3 separate regions of the Mus musculus genome follow, and all the other regions are linked to region 3. Evidence: chromatin contacts called from public HiChIP or PLAC-seq and Micro-C data. All regions are on one chromosome and are shown on one strand. Each heading gives the region's core, a stretch centred on a gene start, on an enhancer-like site or on the middle of the called end of the contact. The rest is flanking DNA. Distances are from core to core; before and after follow the strand shown.

Evidence for each region. Hi-C and Micro-C count contacts between places; a contact is called where the count stands out from the background. HiChIP or PLAC-seq counts read pairs in DNA pulled down with a chosen protein or histone mark.
Region 1: an H3K27ac HiChIP or PLAC-seq map of embryonic stem cells shows a contact between it and region 3, with 19 times the contacts expected there. The contact joins the promoter of Msx1 here to the promoter of 9530036O11Rik in region 3. A contact is called at or near these places in 2 of 39 promoter capture datasets (both in embryonic stem cells), 5 of 484 Hi-C or Micro-C datasets (all in embryonic stem cells) and 1 of 115 datasets of contacts at active chromatin or transcription factors (embryonic stem cells).
Region 2: a contact with region 3 is called in a Micro-C map of embryonic stem cells, with 12 times the contacts expected there. The contact joins the promoter of Hmx1 here to the promoter of 9530036O11Rik in region 3. A contact is called at or near these places in 1 of 39 promoter capture datasets (embryonic stem cells) and 7 of 484 Hi-C or Micro-C datasets (embryonic stem cells and epiblasts).

The regions. Positions count from the first base shown.
Region 1 is chr5:37,821,258-37,825,945 of GRCm38.p6, reverse strand. It overlaps Msx1 (msh homeobox 1), which reads left to right and starts at 1,361. Exons shown (of 2, transcript NM_010835.2): 1 at 1,361-2,081; 2 at 4,246-4,688. The coding sequence starts at 1,613. The coding sequence ends at 4,688. Gm33993 (a long non-coding RNA gene) reads right to left here and starts at 191. Exons shown (of 6, transcript XR_868362.1): 1 at 60-191. It also overlaps Msx1os. RefSeq lists an enhancer at 1-277.
Region 2 is chr5:35,387,097-35,391,217 of GRCm38.p6, reverse strand. Hmx1 (H6 homeobox 1) reads right to left here and starts at 2,357. Exons shown (of 2, transcript NM_010445.4): 1 at 1,729-2,357. The coding sequence starts at 2,101. E130018O15Rik (RIKEN cDNA E130018O15 gene) reads left to right here and starts at 2,742. Exons shown (of 2, transcript NR_152157.1): 1 at 2,742-2,793.
Region 3 is chr5:28,464,680-28,468,976 of GRCm38.p6, reverse strand. It overlaps 9530036O11Rik (RIKEN cDNA 9530036O11Rik), which reads right to left and starts at 1,993. Exons shown (of 7, transcript NR_015562.2): 1 at 1,629-1,993. It overlaps Shh (sonic hedgehog), which reads left to right and starts at 1,876. Exons shown (of 3, transcript NM_009170.3): 1 at 1,876-2,516. The coding sequence starts at 2,214.

The sequences.
Region 1 (4,688 bases), core at 112-2,611, 9.4 Mb before region 3:
TTATTGCGCCCAGTTAAAAGGCCAGGGAATTCGCTATCCCTCCGTGCTCGGATAATTACCCCTAAATGGCCACGGCAGCCCCTTGTGTTTCCTGGAGATTAGAGCCCGGCAGTCATCAATGCACAGTCCCGGTGAGCCGCCAATCACCTCCTCCACCTCCCCCGGAGCCGCGAGCCTGGGCCCTGGGATAAGAGGCCATATAAAGAAAAGCCCCCCCCCCCCCAACTCCCCAACAGCCTGTTCGAACCCAGTTTACAAGGTCTTCTGTGGTCCCCACTCCAACTTTCCTTCTTTTTGTATCAGTCAAACAAAACAAAACAAAACAAAACAAAACACGTTTCCTTCGAAATCGGGCAAACAAAACTTCTTAAGCCTTGCACCAAAGATATACCTCCAGGAACTGCTTATTTTTCCTACTGGCCCATCAAATGGGCCTCCACTCTGCACCAGCAGACAGACCCACAGTTAGTGAAGTGTGATTGTTTTTGAGGATTCATTGTCTGAGGTCATGTTGAGGCCAGATTGTTGGTGGGTTCTGTTGGTCTTATTTCGGTCTTCACCCAAGGCATCCAGTGGCTTCTTTGGCTAGTAGCAGTTCTCTGGTAGAGGTGTAACTTTCTGGAGAAAAAGTACGTATAGGGAGGGGGTACGTGTTTGCATGAGAACCAAACTCATTTCCCAGATCATGTTACTTGTTCCCGTACCCACAGAACCAACAGGACCTGTACTTTCTTTGATTAACTTTGTCCAGCCCTGGAGACAAAGGCCCATTTTTACTCCGAGGTAAATTTTTGAAGATTGGAAGACATAAGACACTTAGGGCGGCTTTTTTAAAAAAAGAAATTAGTATTATCCCTTGCTACTCTGACAAATAACTATGAACATTCAAAGCAAACACCAAAAGAAAAAAAAAATTGTAAGTGAATTGTGGTCGAGAAAGGGGGCCAGAAGAGGGAAAGGGGACAGAAAGAAATAGCACAGACCATAAGAGAAACTGTGGAAAGAAAGTAGTCTATGGAGAGGAACAGAAGAAGTGGGTAAAGGATGGTGGAGGACGACTGGCAGAAGAGAAGGACTAGTAAAGAAAAGTCCCTCTGGAACTTGGTAGAATCCACATCCAGGAGTGTGGGGGTCCAGCCGGACCGATGCCCACCTGACTTAGCTAGGCGGAAAAGCTCCCCAGGTACCTCCGGCTCTGTCCCGCCTGTGCGGGTCAGGCCCTTCCCCGAGCGCCCCCAGGCCGAGCGCGCCTCGGGGCACGAGCACAGCCCAATGGTTCTCTCCGGACCCGCCCCCTCGCGCTCTGATTGGCCGCTGCCACGCTGGCCTTGCCTTATTAACAAGTTCTCAGGGGAGCGGCGGCGGACCCGGAGCCGGCGAGTGCGCCTGGGAACTCGGCCTGAGCGGCGCAGGGATCCAGGCCCCGCTCGCTCGAGTTGGCCTTCTGGGGAAGCCGCAGGAGGCTCGCGCGCGAGAGCCGGCCGGGCCAGGAACCCAGGAGCTCGCAGAAGCCGGTCAGGAGCTCGCAGAAGCCGGTCGCGCTCCCAGCCTGCCCGAAACCCATGATCCAGGGCTGTCTCGAGCTGCGGCTGGAGGGGGGGTCCGGCTCTGCATGGCCCCGGCTGCTGCTATGACTTCTTTGCCACTCGGTGTCAAAGTGGAGGACTCCGCCTTCGCCAAGCCTGCTGGGGGAGGCGTTGGCCAAGCCCCCGGGGCTGCTGCGGCCACCGCAACCGCCATGGGCACAGATGAGGAGGGGGCCAAGCCCAAAGTGCCCGCTTCACTCCTGCCCTTCAGCGTGGAGGCCCTCATGGCCGATCACAGGAAGCCCGGGGCCAAGGAGAGCGTCCTGGTGGCCTCCGAAGGGGCTCAGGCAGCGGGTGGCTCGGTGCAGCACTTGGGCACCCGGCCCGGGTCTCTGGGCGCCCCGGATGCGCCCTCCTCGCCGCGGCCTCTCGGCCATTTCTCAGTCGGAGGACTCCTCAAGCTGCCAGAAGATGCTCTGGTGAAGGCCGAAAGCCCCGAGAAACTAGATCGGACCCCGTGGATGCAGAGTCCCCGCTTCTCCCCGCCCCCAGCCAGTAAGTAGCCAGCCCTGGATGGAGAGCGAAGGGGCCAAGAGGGGGTGTGGGGCCCGAGGGCGCCAGGCCGCGCGCCGGCGCCGGCTTGTCTCGGGCGTCGGCGTACCTGCAACTGGGTACCTGGAGGCCGTGCAGAGGTTGCGTTGGCGGGAAGACCGCCTTTGAGCCTCTTCCCACTCCCACCCAGGAAGAGAGTTAGAGGCCTAAAGCAGGCAAAGCTTAGTCCGCGCTCCTTGCCTTGGCTCAGTGCCTCCGAGCCTGTCACTTCACTTGTAGCGCGCGGGTGTCTGTGGACCTTCTTATTCTTCCGGTAGTCAGGACACCAGGGGTGCCCTGCTTCTCCACCTGACCCTAAACTCAGTTATTTTGCACCTCAACTTGGATGGGCGCAGCGGCCAGTACATCCTAGCTCTGCGGAGTTTCACTTTCTACTGGTAGACAGCCGTAACCTCGCGCTCCCCATTTAAAGAACCTCTCAAAGGGTTCCGGAGTTCTGCAAAACTCCTGCCCCACCGCGCATCTAATTTTAAGCAGAAACTTGGTGTTTTGGGCGGGTGGATGATTTAGCAAGAGGGGACGATCGCGGACTAGGGGGGATGGTGGTGGTGGTGGAGACAACAAGACAACCAAAAGAGCTCCCTATTAACCACTTTGCTATAGTGTCCGAATGTGTTGGACCAGGCTTTTGAAGCGGACCCAGCAGCCAGCGACGTGTTCCAGGATAGTCCTAGGTCCTTGCGGCCCTTAGGCTTCCTTTCCCCAGCGAACCCGCTCGAAGATATTTCAGGAGCACGGGAAATTCCCAAGTTTTCCTCGTTTCCTCCGATTATTTCGCCCTACATAATAGCGTTGCAAATTCAATGGCGTGATGCTGAGGAACGATTTTTATCTGGGGATTAAACGTCTTTGAAAAGACAGCCCCTCCCTGGGCCTAAAGCTTGAGGAAGGTGGCCCAGAGCCGGGCTGTTGCTGCTGACCAAAGTGACATTTCCCTATGAACCCACCCTTCTTTAGGGCGGCCTGGTGGAAAACGACTCTGGGGCCAACTTCCCGGACTTGCTATGGCCTGAGCTGGGAGAGAAGTGGGGATGCTAACTGGAGATTTCGTTTGACTTACATCCTGGTGGTCTGAGGGCCCAAAGGATTATTGTTTTATTAGAGCTTAAAAAAAAAAAAAGCATAGCTAGGCAAAACCCGAAGATGTTCTCAATAACTAAGTGGTGGGGAGCGTGTGGTTGAGGTTTGTTTTATTCTGTAATGGTTTTGTTAGGCATAGCAGGACTGAAACTCGGTCCCCTAACTAGGCCTGCCCAACAGTGACAGCACTCTATTGGAGATTTAAGCTTTACTCAGGAAACTGAAAGAAAGGGCAGGTGGACATAACCAGTTTCGTCAGACTGGGGACCCTGCCCCCCAACTCCCGATACACACTATGCTTGATGTGGTCCCAGGCGCTGAGGTTTGGAGAGGCTGTAGGGAAAACCGAGGGCAACTGAAATGGCAGATATCTACATAAACAGCCCCATACATATTTTAGAATTGTCACAGTGTGACTTCTTGGATGGCTCTCTAATTTGATTGGCCCTAGAGCCCAGGAGAAACATGTTGTTTGATAGAAAGTGTGGAGTTTCAAGATCCATTCTATGCGATGCAAAGGCCTAGCCCCAACGCGGTGCATTTGTCGGGCACAAATACAAGTGTATGTCTATGGTATGAAACCTGGGTGACTTTGGACTGGGCAAAGGGCCCCTGAGTGTTTTATGACCACCCCCTGCCCCCAGCCTTCATCTTTCCAATGTGAGAGGCGCAGAAGAGGCACCTGGTGGGGAAGGCTTGACTTTAAGGTAGGTTGGCACTGTCTCTGCTCAACTGTATTCCAGCGTTGAACATGCTTAGATTTCATCTAGCATTTTAGCAGGCAAGAGAAAATATTTCTCAAGTGCCTCACAGTGCCCAGCACAGACGCGTCTGAACGAAATTAATACCTGGAATGTTTTCGGTTCCTTAGTAAAACACCCCAGCAAGACTCTCTTTAACTCCTTGCTTTTTTTTTCCCCCTCTCCTGGCCCCCTAGGACGGCTGAGTCCCCCAGCATGCACCCTACGCAAGCACAAGACTCTCTTTAACTCCTTGCTTTTTTTTTCCCCCTCTCCTGGCCCCCTAGGACGGCTGAGTCCCCCAGCATGCACCCTACGCAAGCACAAGACCAACCGCAAGCCCAGGACGCCTTTCACCACAGCTCAGCTGCTGGCTCTGGAGCGCAAGTTCCGCCAGAAGCAGTACCTGTCTATTGCCGAGCGCGCGGAATTCTCCAGCTCGCTCAGCCTCACCGAGACCCAGGTGAAGATCTGGTTCCAGAACCGTCGCGCTAAGGCCAAGAGACTGCAGGAGGCGGAGCTGGAGAAGCTGAAGATGGCCGCGAAACCCATGTTGCCGCCTGCTGCCTTCGGCCTCTCTTTTCCTCTTGGCGGTCCTGCAGCGGTGGCTGCAGCTGCGGGCGCCTCACTCTACAGTGCCTCTGGCCCTTTCCAGCGCGCCGCGCTGCCTGTAGCGCCCGTGGGACTCTACACCGCCCATGTAGGCTACAGCATGTACCACCTGACTTAG
Region 2 (4,121 bases), core at 1,108-3,607, 6.9 Mb before region 3:
ATCCCACCGGGTGACATTGGCACAACCCCGACCCAGATCCCCTCAGAGGCAGGCCCTCTGCAGCAGCAAAATATGCTCCAAGAGACCAAGGAGTAAGGCTGTTCTACCAATCACTGCATTCCTACCCTGCCCCAACCATCTCCTACGCTTGGGGTCTTGCCCACAGAGGACCTTTGGGCTCATGCTCCAAGTCCCAGATTCAGGGCGTACAAGGGATGTCACCAGGTTAAATAAGTTCCCGTGGGCTCCCACTTCTCCTCTAGACATCTGGGTCCATGAAACCAATTCAGGCTGGTCTGTCCTTCTGCCTGACCGATGGATCAGAGGTCAAGGTGGGTTTTGGCCCAGGTTATGCCTCAGTACAGTGGACTTGTGCTTACAGCTAAACTCCGCCTGGTTTCCTTGAAAGCATCCCCCTCAGTGCCCATGCAATGTCGCCTAGCAGGATGGTGTGTATGCAGCCAGACCATAGGGGAGGTCCTACAAAGACACCCAAAGCCCCTACACTCGGAGGTCTGTCCATGTGTTGCCATAAAGTGCTAATCTGACTCACCTGCTCGCTTGACTCAACAGGAACAGAGAACTCTAACCCGCATGGCACGAAATAAGGCAAAAGGCCGGGGTGGGGTGGGGGTGGGGGTGGTGGTGACTATTGGACTACAGGTGAGGATGGCCCAACTAAAAGGGAGAATAAAATGCGCCCTGCAAGAGCCTCCTCACTGGATACTACTGACCCCTGTTTAAGCTTATGTAAAGAAGGCAGGCATTCCAAACCTGGGCTGGGAGACTTGTCCTACTCCATACCAGGAGTGGGGTGAGTACCTAATAGAAAAGAACGGGCCCCAGGCCACCTCCTACCCCAAAGCTTATACACAGAGCCTGGGTGGGCACCCTTTAGTTATATATAAGTCTGTGTGTTTAGGGACCCGGCTGGCTCAAGGGGCTGGGGTGAGGAAGGTTGAAATACCCTTCTAGTCTCAAGGGTTGCTCTCTAATGAGCAGGTCCTAAGAGAGGTTGAGGTCTGGACCCTCTGGAGACAGGCAGTCAGAGTCAGGATGTCCAGGCCAGAGGGGTAAGTGGGTTCTGGGACTGAGAAGCCCCCACCCCCATTCTCTGAGCCCTCTGCAGGAAACAAAGGCCAAAGAGGGGGAGGGGCAAGAAAAGAAGAGAGGGGTGGGATGGACCCTTCAGAGTGGGCTCCTACCAGCCTCAGCCTTTGGGCCTGAGAAGACCCAACGCAGGCTCAGGCCCAGCCCATGGTCTTACTGCGCAGCAGGGAGGGCAAAGGATACTTTGGGGTTGCAATTGCTATAGAAGAAGGCCTCCCATCCAGCCTCCATAGCTGTGGTCTCTCAGCTCTGCCCCTTTTATTTTAGTGCTTGACCCCCGCGGCCTCCCCTCCTCTGCCACCTTTCCTCTTCCTTCACTTCCCTTTCACCTTCGATGTTTCTCCAAACACACTCTTTCCCCTTCTCATCTTTCCGAGGCCTATTTCACTCTCCTCTCCGAATTTTGTGTTCTTGGGCCTGATCCTAGCCTTAGCAGCTTCCTACATGCAGTGCCATCCCCAGTCTCCAACAATTGCCCATCCAAGGGGATCTCATACCACCCAGGCCCCAGTACACAGGAAGACTAGGAGCTCACTAAGCCCGAAGTCACCAAAAGAATGCATAGGGAGGGAGCAGAGCCCTGACCATTGCCCACCCCTTCCCCGCAACCTCACTCACTGTCAGGACTTAGACCACCTCCGTAGCCGCCGTGCACCCGTGGGTACCACCGCGTTGTACCTCCGCAGCCGAGCGCGAAGGGCGGGCCGGGCCCAGGAGGCGGCCGGGGCCCTAGGCCCAGTGCCCGGGCCCTCGCCTCCCCGCCCGGCCCGCTGCCCGCGCGCTGCTGTCGCCGCCGCTGTAGTCGTCGTCGCGCCTGCTCCGGATCCTCGTCCTCGGGGTCGTCGTCGTCCTCTTCCTCTTCCTCGCGGACGCCATCGCCCTGGGTTGAGCGCCCCGCGCCCTTGGCCTCGGCTGCTAGCAGGTTCTCGATGAGGAAGGAGGAGGCGCGAGCTGGTGTGGCGCGCCCGGGCTCGGTCAGCTCATCCGGCATCGCGGCCGCGGGCCCGTCGGGCAAGGCTGGGATCCTGGGGGTCCCTGGTTGCCTGGGGCGCAGCTGCTCTTCCCGGCCCCGTTTGGATAGTGGCGAACGGCCGCCTGGCGCACGCGCGGCCTGGCCCTGGAGAGCCGCTGCCCGGAGTGAGGGCGTCGGGCTCCACGAGGCGGGCGTCGGCTTCTGTGCCGGGCTGGGCTGGGCGGGAGCGGGTGCGCGCGGACGGCCGTTCCCGCAGCAGCCTCCCTCGCGTTTCTCCGAGCGGTTCAGGTCGCCGCCCCGGCTGGCCTCACGGGAGGGGGAGGGGGCGGTGCCGGGGGCGGGGCGGCGCGAGTTTCGTAGGCTCAGCCCCAACGACCCGCTGCAGCCCGGAGAGAAGCCATTGCCGGAGATGCTGCCCGGCCGGACTCTGCGCGCAGGTGGTGGCAGGGCCCAGGGCAGGAGACCCGGTGGTCCTGGGGGTACGACCCCGCGAGATGCGTTCCGGCGCCCCCCACCCCGGTACCCGCGCCAGGGAGTGGGAGAAGGCGGGGCCTCGGCTGGGAGGTCGACCATTGGCTACAGGGTCGCTGTGAAGCCCAGACTGGCCAATCGCATCCGAGGAGAGCCTTGCTCACCCTCCGGGAGCGTGTCGGAACCCGCAGAACGCTCGGTTTGTGCGTGAGTCCCTGTGACTGTGTATTTGCGCGCGGGTAAGGACTATTGCCGACTGGGCCGCAGTCTTTTTCTTTTTTTTTAAGACCTCGCGTGTAATTTAAAACGGGGATTCTGCCAAAACAAGTTTGCAGAGACGCAGCATGTTTTAACTCTTACGCGTAACGAAATATGCTCTTGGTGCCATCGCGCTGCGATGGAATGCTCTCATATCCCGGGCTCAGTTTCGGTGTGTAAAGAGAGTCAAGCCCGAAGGTGCCCCATGGTGTCACGCTGGGTAGGAACAGATTACATTTGCTCTGGCACCTCCATTGCCCGGCCTTCTCACTCTCTTTCAGGCTGGTAAGAGCTTCGTGCCTAGCCACTGTGCGGGACTGCAGGTCTTGAGGAACAATTCCTCTTTCTGCCTCTCTTGCCCTGCACAAAGTGAATTTTCTTCCCCCGCTTCAGGAGCAAGGCCGCAGAGGGTAACCCAGACTTCGCTGAGACCAACGGAGCTGTGATCCACTTCCAACAGGAATAGGGGGACAGCCTAGTCACTGAGCGGAACGCTTCACTGGATGCGGGTTATCACGGAAGGCCCATCTAGCTGCTCAGTGCGGGTCACAGACAGTGCGTAAAGAAGTGTGTCCCACTGTCCAGGAGAAGGCAACTGCAGGCCCGGAGCCCACTTTGTTTAATCTCCCCAACAAGAGAAATAGAGGGAAATAGAGTCACCCTATACTTCAAAGGGAAAAACTAATGTGAAAAGAGAGCGCTTCCCCTCCCTCCCACTATAAGTGGCTCTTGAGGATATAGAAGGATGGATGAGCCGCCAGGCTAAGGAACCTTTGGGGTCTGCACCCTGGCTAGAAACCTGGATGGGAAGTGGGTTTTGTGCACGATAGGACTTGATTTTGGAGCCATATTGGGCAAGGCAAGAGGAATCGCTGGCAAGCAGCCACATTTCATAGGTGAGGGCTCTGAGTCAAAGTTGGGTGTCTCCAACTTTGACTCAGAGTGTCCCAAGTGCTGTTACTTCCTGGGTGTCCCAGCTCAGACATACTCAGGGACCTGGGTAGAGGTGGGGGCGGGGAGGGAGAAATTAGCAATGATATTTGTTTGTAGGAATCAGGCACAACCCCTGGGCCGGCCAATTCAGGTTGGTTTTGTTGTTGGTGGTGGTTTGTTTTTGTTTTGATATGGTTTTTCGTTTTTCCGAGTTAGGGTATCTATGTTAGCCCAGAGATCCTTTTGCCCCTGCCTCCTGAGTGCTGGGATTAAAGGCATGAGGCATCACTGCAGGGCTCGGGGTTGTTTTTTGAAGTGATGAAGAAACAGACCAGAAAGGAGCCCTACTAAAAATGGTGATGGAGAGAACCGTCCA
Region 3 (4,297 bases), core at 744-3,243:
AGTCTATATTCAAAGACATCAAGAAGAGAGTGCTGGTCAGCATACACAGAGAACAAGGAAATACTGAAGCAAAATGAGGCTCCAGGATGCTCAAGTCTTGTCTAGCCCACCACCGGCTAGTAATATGAAAGCCACATGCCAGGCAGGCCCACTCTTCTGGATCAAGAACAGTGGGTCCCCTTTGTATCCATTTTTTCTAGTTGATGGGGGATGTACACAGAGGATACAGGCTGGAGAGTCTGGCTCTTATTTGGTCTTCGTGAAGCTGGGACCAACTCCCACTAAGAATCTGTACTTGGTCCTCATAAATCAAAGGATAGAAAACTCCAGAGAGGGCAGGTGTGCGGGCTTTAGTCAACCCTTCCAAGCCTGGGATGGTGAGGCTCTGCCATACTGCCATTGAGACTCACAGTAGACAGTAGCAAGCACTTTCCTCGCCTCACACTAACTCAAAAGCAACCAAGTTTCTAAGTCCTCTGAAAACCCCACTGCCAGCTGAGCTTCAGGTTTGCTGGGCTCTCCCTGCACTGGGACAGGATCAAGAGCCAGAGGCTGGTCTCATGGGATAACACTGGAGGACTCGGTCCCTAAGCAGGTATTCCATTCCACATAAATAGTTCGCCCATCCTAGAGGAATCTTGCCTGTGAGTAGGATGGGAGAAAAGCCAGAGCAGATTTCTATGATCTATAAAAACAAAGCGTTTCACATTCTATTTTTCTGGTTCAACTAAGACTTTTCTGGAAATTTTTCTTTTTCCTGAAAGAGTGTTGGACACCCCAAGAGTAGTGACCTCTAGACAGCATATCCTCTTCTAAGATGCCCCTTATGGCCAGAACACTGTCCTCTAGATCCCTAACACCTTCAGTCTGCAGGCCCTACACCTAGCCAGCTTCTTTCCTTGAAAATTAGCTTGCAAAGCTCCTGTGAAATACAACTGTGTTAAGGAGCCTGAATTCCACATCAACTTACCCCAGCCCTGCACTTTGCTAGGATAGATTGGAAGGGGTTCTTCACGCATGCAGCCTTGCCCACTTTCAGTTGCCCCAGGCAGATCACCTCTACCCACCAAGCACACACCAGCTGCCCTCCATGCTGGGGTGCAGCACATAGACCCACTGAACCTATGTACCCCACCACATTCTGCAGACACTCTTTACCTGCCCCTCAGCTGGGATGCATCCATCCACCTGCAGAGGCTTGAATGTGGTGCAGTCAGTGAGATACAATAAAGGACAGTATTTTAGGGCACTTAAAACAGCAACTCTTTAGGTTGTGGCCACCTGTGATTATCCTCTATCTAAAGATGCTAAATATTCAGGAGATGCTCAGGTGAGCTGTTTTCACAACCCCGTGACGTCTGTCCTGTACACTCACATCTGGGGATGGGGTGTAAATAAGGCAAACAGGAGGGAGGCAGCGTTGCCCTCAAACAATTGAGAGGCTGTTTTATGGTCAAAGCTTGTGGGGGGGGGGGGAGCATCTGGACTGTCCTTTAAAAACTTATGCTGGCTTTAACCAAAGCATCTTCCATTTAGAGAAAGTAAGGGGGAAGCAGCCCTGAGCACAAAGCAGGCAGTGCGGGGTATTTTTCCAATAAACAGGCCTCCTCCCTCCCACCCACCTTTACCTTAGTAAAGACTTTCTTTCTTTCTTTCTTTCTTTCTTTCTTTCTTTCTTTCTTTCTTTCTTTCTTTCTTTCTCTCTTTCTTTCTTTTTTAAACTGGAAGCCTTCAGGTGAAAATAAAGCCACAGCAGCCAGAGGGGGGAGAAATGTAGTCTTTCTCAGGGTTAACATCAGAAGACAAGCTTGTGCGGCTTGGCCAATCAGATGCGCCCCTGCCAGCTATAATATAGTGCGAAAGGCAGCCTGTCTCACAAGCTCTCCAGCCTTGCTACCATTTAAAATCAGGCTCTTTTTGTCTTTTAATTGCTGTCTCGAGACCCAACTCCGATGTGTTCCGTTACCAGCGACCGGCAGCCTGCCATCGCAGCCCCAGTCTGGGTGGGGATCGGAGACAAGTCCCCTGCAGCAGCGGCAGGCAAGGTTATATAGGAAGAGAAAGAGCCAGGCAGCGCCAGAGGGAACGAACGAGCCGAGCGAGGAAGGGAGAGCCGAGCGCAAGGAGGAGCGCACACGCACACACCCGCGCGTACCCGCTCGCGCACAGACAGCGCGGGGACAGCTCACAAGTCCTCAGGTTCCGCGGACGAGATGCTGCTGCTGCTGGCCAGATGTTTTCTGGTGATCCTTGCTTCCTCGCTGCTGGTGTGCCCCGGGCTGGCCTGTGGGCCCGGCAGGGGGTTTGGAAAGAGGCGGCACCCCAAAAAGCTGACCCCTTTAGCCTACAAGCAGTTTATTCCCAACGTAGCCGAGAAGACCCTAGGGGCCAGCGGCAGATATGAAGGGAAGATCACAAGAAACTCCGAACGATTTAAGGAACTCACCCCCAATTACAACCCCGACATCATATTTAAGGATGAGGAAAACACGGGAGCAGACCGGCTGATGACTCAGGTAGAGACCCATTGCGGGTGGGAAACAGACTCCTTCCCGGGAGGGGGGGGGGGTGCGTGTGACCAAGCAGTCAGCCCTGCTCTGTTTGCTCTTTGGGCAGGTAGGAAGGCGGCTTGCTCTCTCCTTCCCCACCCACCTGCCCACCTAGCACTCCTCTTCCGGGAGGAAAAAGGAGGTGAAGGGTCCAGCAGGAAGTTTAGGGTTTGCTGGAATGGGGCACCAGAAGATGGGGTTCTCTATCTTATTAGTCTCATTTTATTAGTCTCATTTAATTAGTCTCCCGGGACGACCTCCTCTAACTACCTGTATTCTAGCTTGAAACTTAGAAAGACCTTTACTCTGAGGGAGTCTGCCCTTTCCAAGTGGAGGCAGAAAATGGAGGGAGAGGGGATGCCCCTATACACTTCAAAGGGCCTCCAGGTCACTGCAAACATAGCCTGGAGCATTTCGTCCCCTAGCTCCTACCTTTTCCTTTTCTGTGTTTTTCTCCCAAGACCACCCCACCCTTTACCCCACCACCACCAAAGAACTGTAACTGAGAAAGCCTGGGGGCAGTTCTGACAAAAGGCAGGAGCTCCAGAGGCGCCCGTCTTGTCCCCACTGTATCGCGTAGCCTGACTGCGATCCCATCGTCCTCAATTGTGCCGGTCAGAGAATGTATTGATATTTCTTTAAGGATGCTCCTCATTTCTCCAGAGCCCGCGGTACCTTAGGGGAGGGACTTGGAACTTGCTGGCTTTGCAATCGCTTTAATTTTTAACCTGCTTGCATAAGAATTAAAAGCGAATAAATATTCGGCGACGAGGGTGGATGGACAGACGGCAAAGCAAAGCACGAGCCTCTCTTCCCATCCCACCTCCTTTGAGATTTCCAGGCTGCCAATCTCCCAGCCAAATCGAGACTTTCTGAAACTCCATGCACGTATGACTGGAGCTGGAAATGGGTTTCCTTGCAAATATAGGTCAGCATCCTTTTTACTGCCCTATTAAAATATTCAAGTCCTACCTTTAGGGCTAGGTGCGCCGAGCGGCTGGCGGAGCGGCGCTGGCGGGGCGCAAGTGCAGGGGGCGGGGGCTGGAGAAAACAAGAGTGGAACAGCCCGCGCGACGCGACGCGCATCTCGCCACCGGGTACCTGCTGTATGGGAAGCCTAGGAGACTAGCCTTAGGGTGGCGGGCCAGAACTGGAGCAAAGAGGAATCGTGGAGACTGAATACAGGGCTGTTCTCCCTCCATCTTCTCCCTCCATCTCCCTCATCTGCTCCCGACCACCTTAAATCTGGACCGCGAGTGTGGGCGCGCGCGCGCGGGGGAGCCGGAGAGCTGCGCGAGCTACAGTTAACTCTGCGCGGACCGCGGGGCGCCCGACTGGTGTGGCTTGAAGGAGCGAGTTCTCTCTCTGGCTCCGGGCACCCATCCCCTGGTTGGGTGCCCCGGGGGGGGGGGGGCGTCTCAGGATGAGGAGGTCCTTGGAAAGGTGTGAGGAGGTAAAAGATTACTGATGCAAAGAGGCCAGGCGTGGACACGTAGGGTACCTCAGCCCGGATGGGTCTGCAGGGGGGTCTTCGGCGGTCTGGCTCCGGTGCCCAGAGCGCCGGGCCTCTGCGTGTCGCAGAGCTGCAAGAGCGCTGAGCCACGGTAGACGCCTTTCAGCTCCACTTACTCCTGCGTTATCGATCCCGGGACTAGGGTTGCAGCGCGCTCGGGGGTTGGGGGTGGGGGCGAGCTCCGGCGGCTTGTCCCTGGCTCTGCACGCGCGGAGCGCGCCCCGCCAGAGCGCAG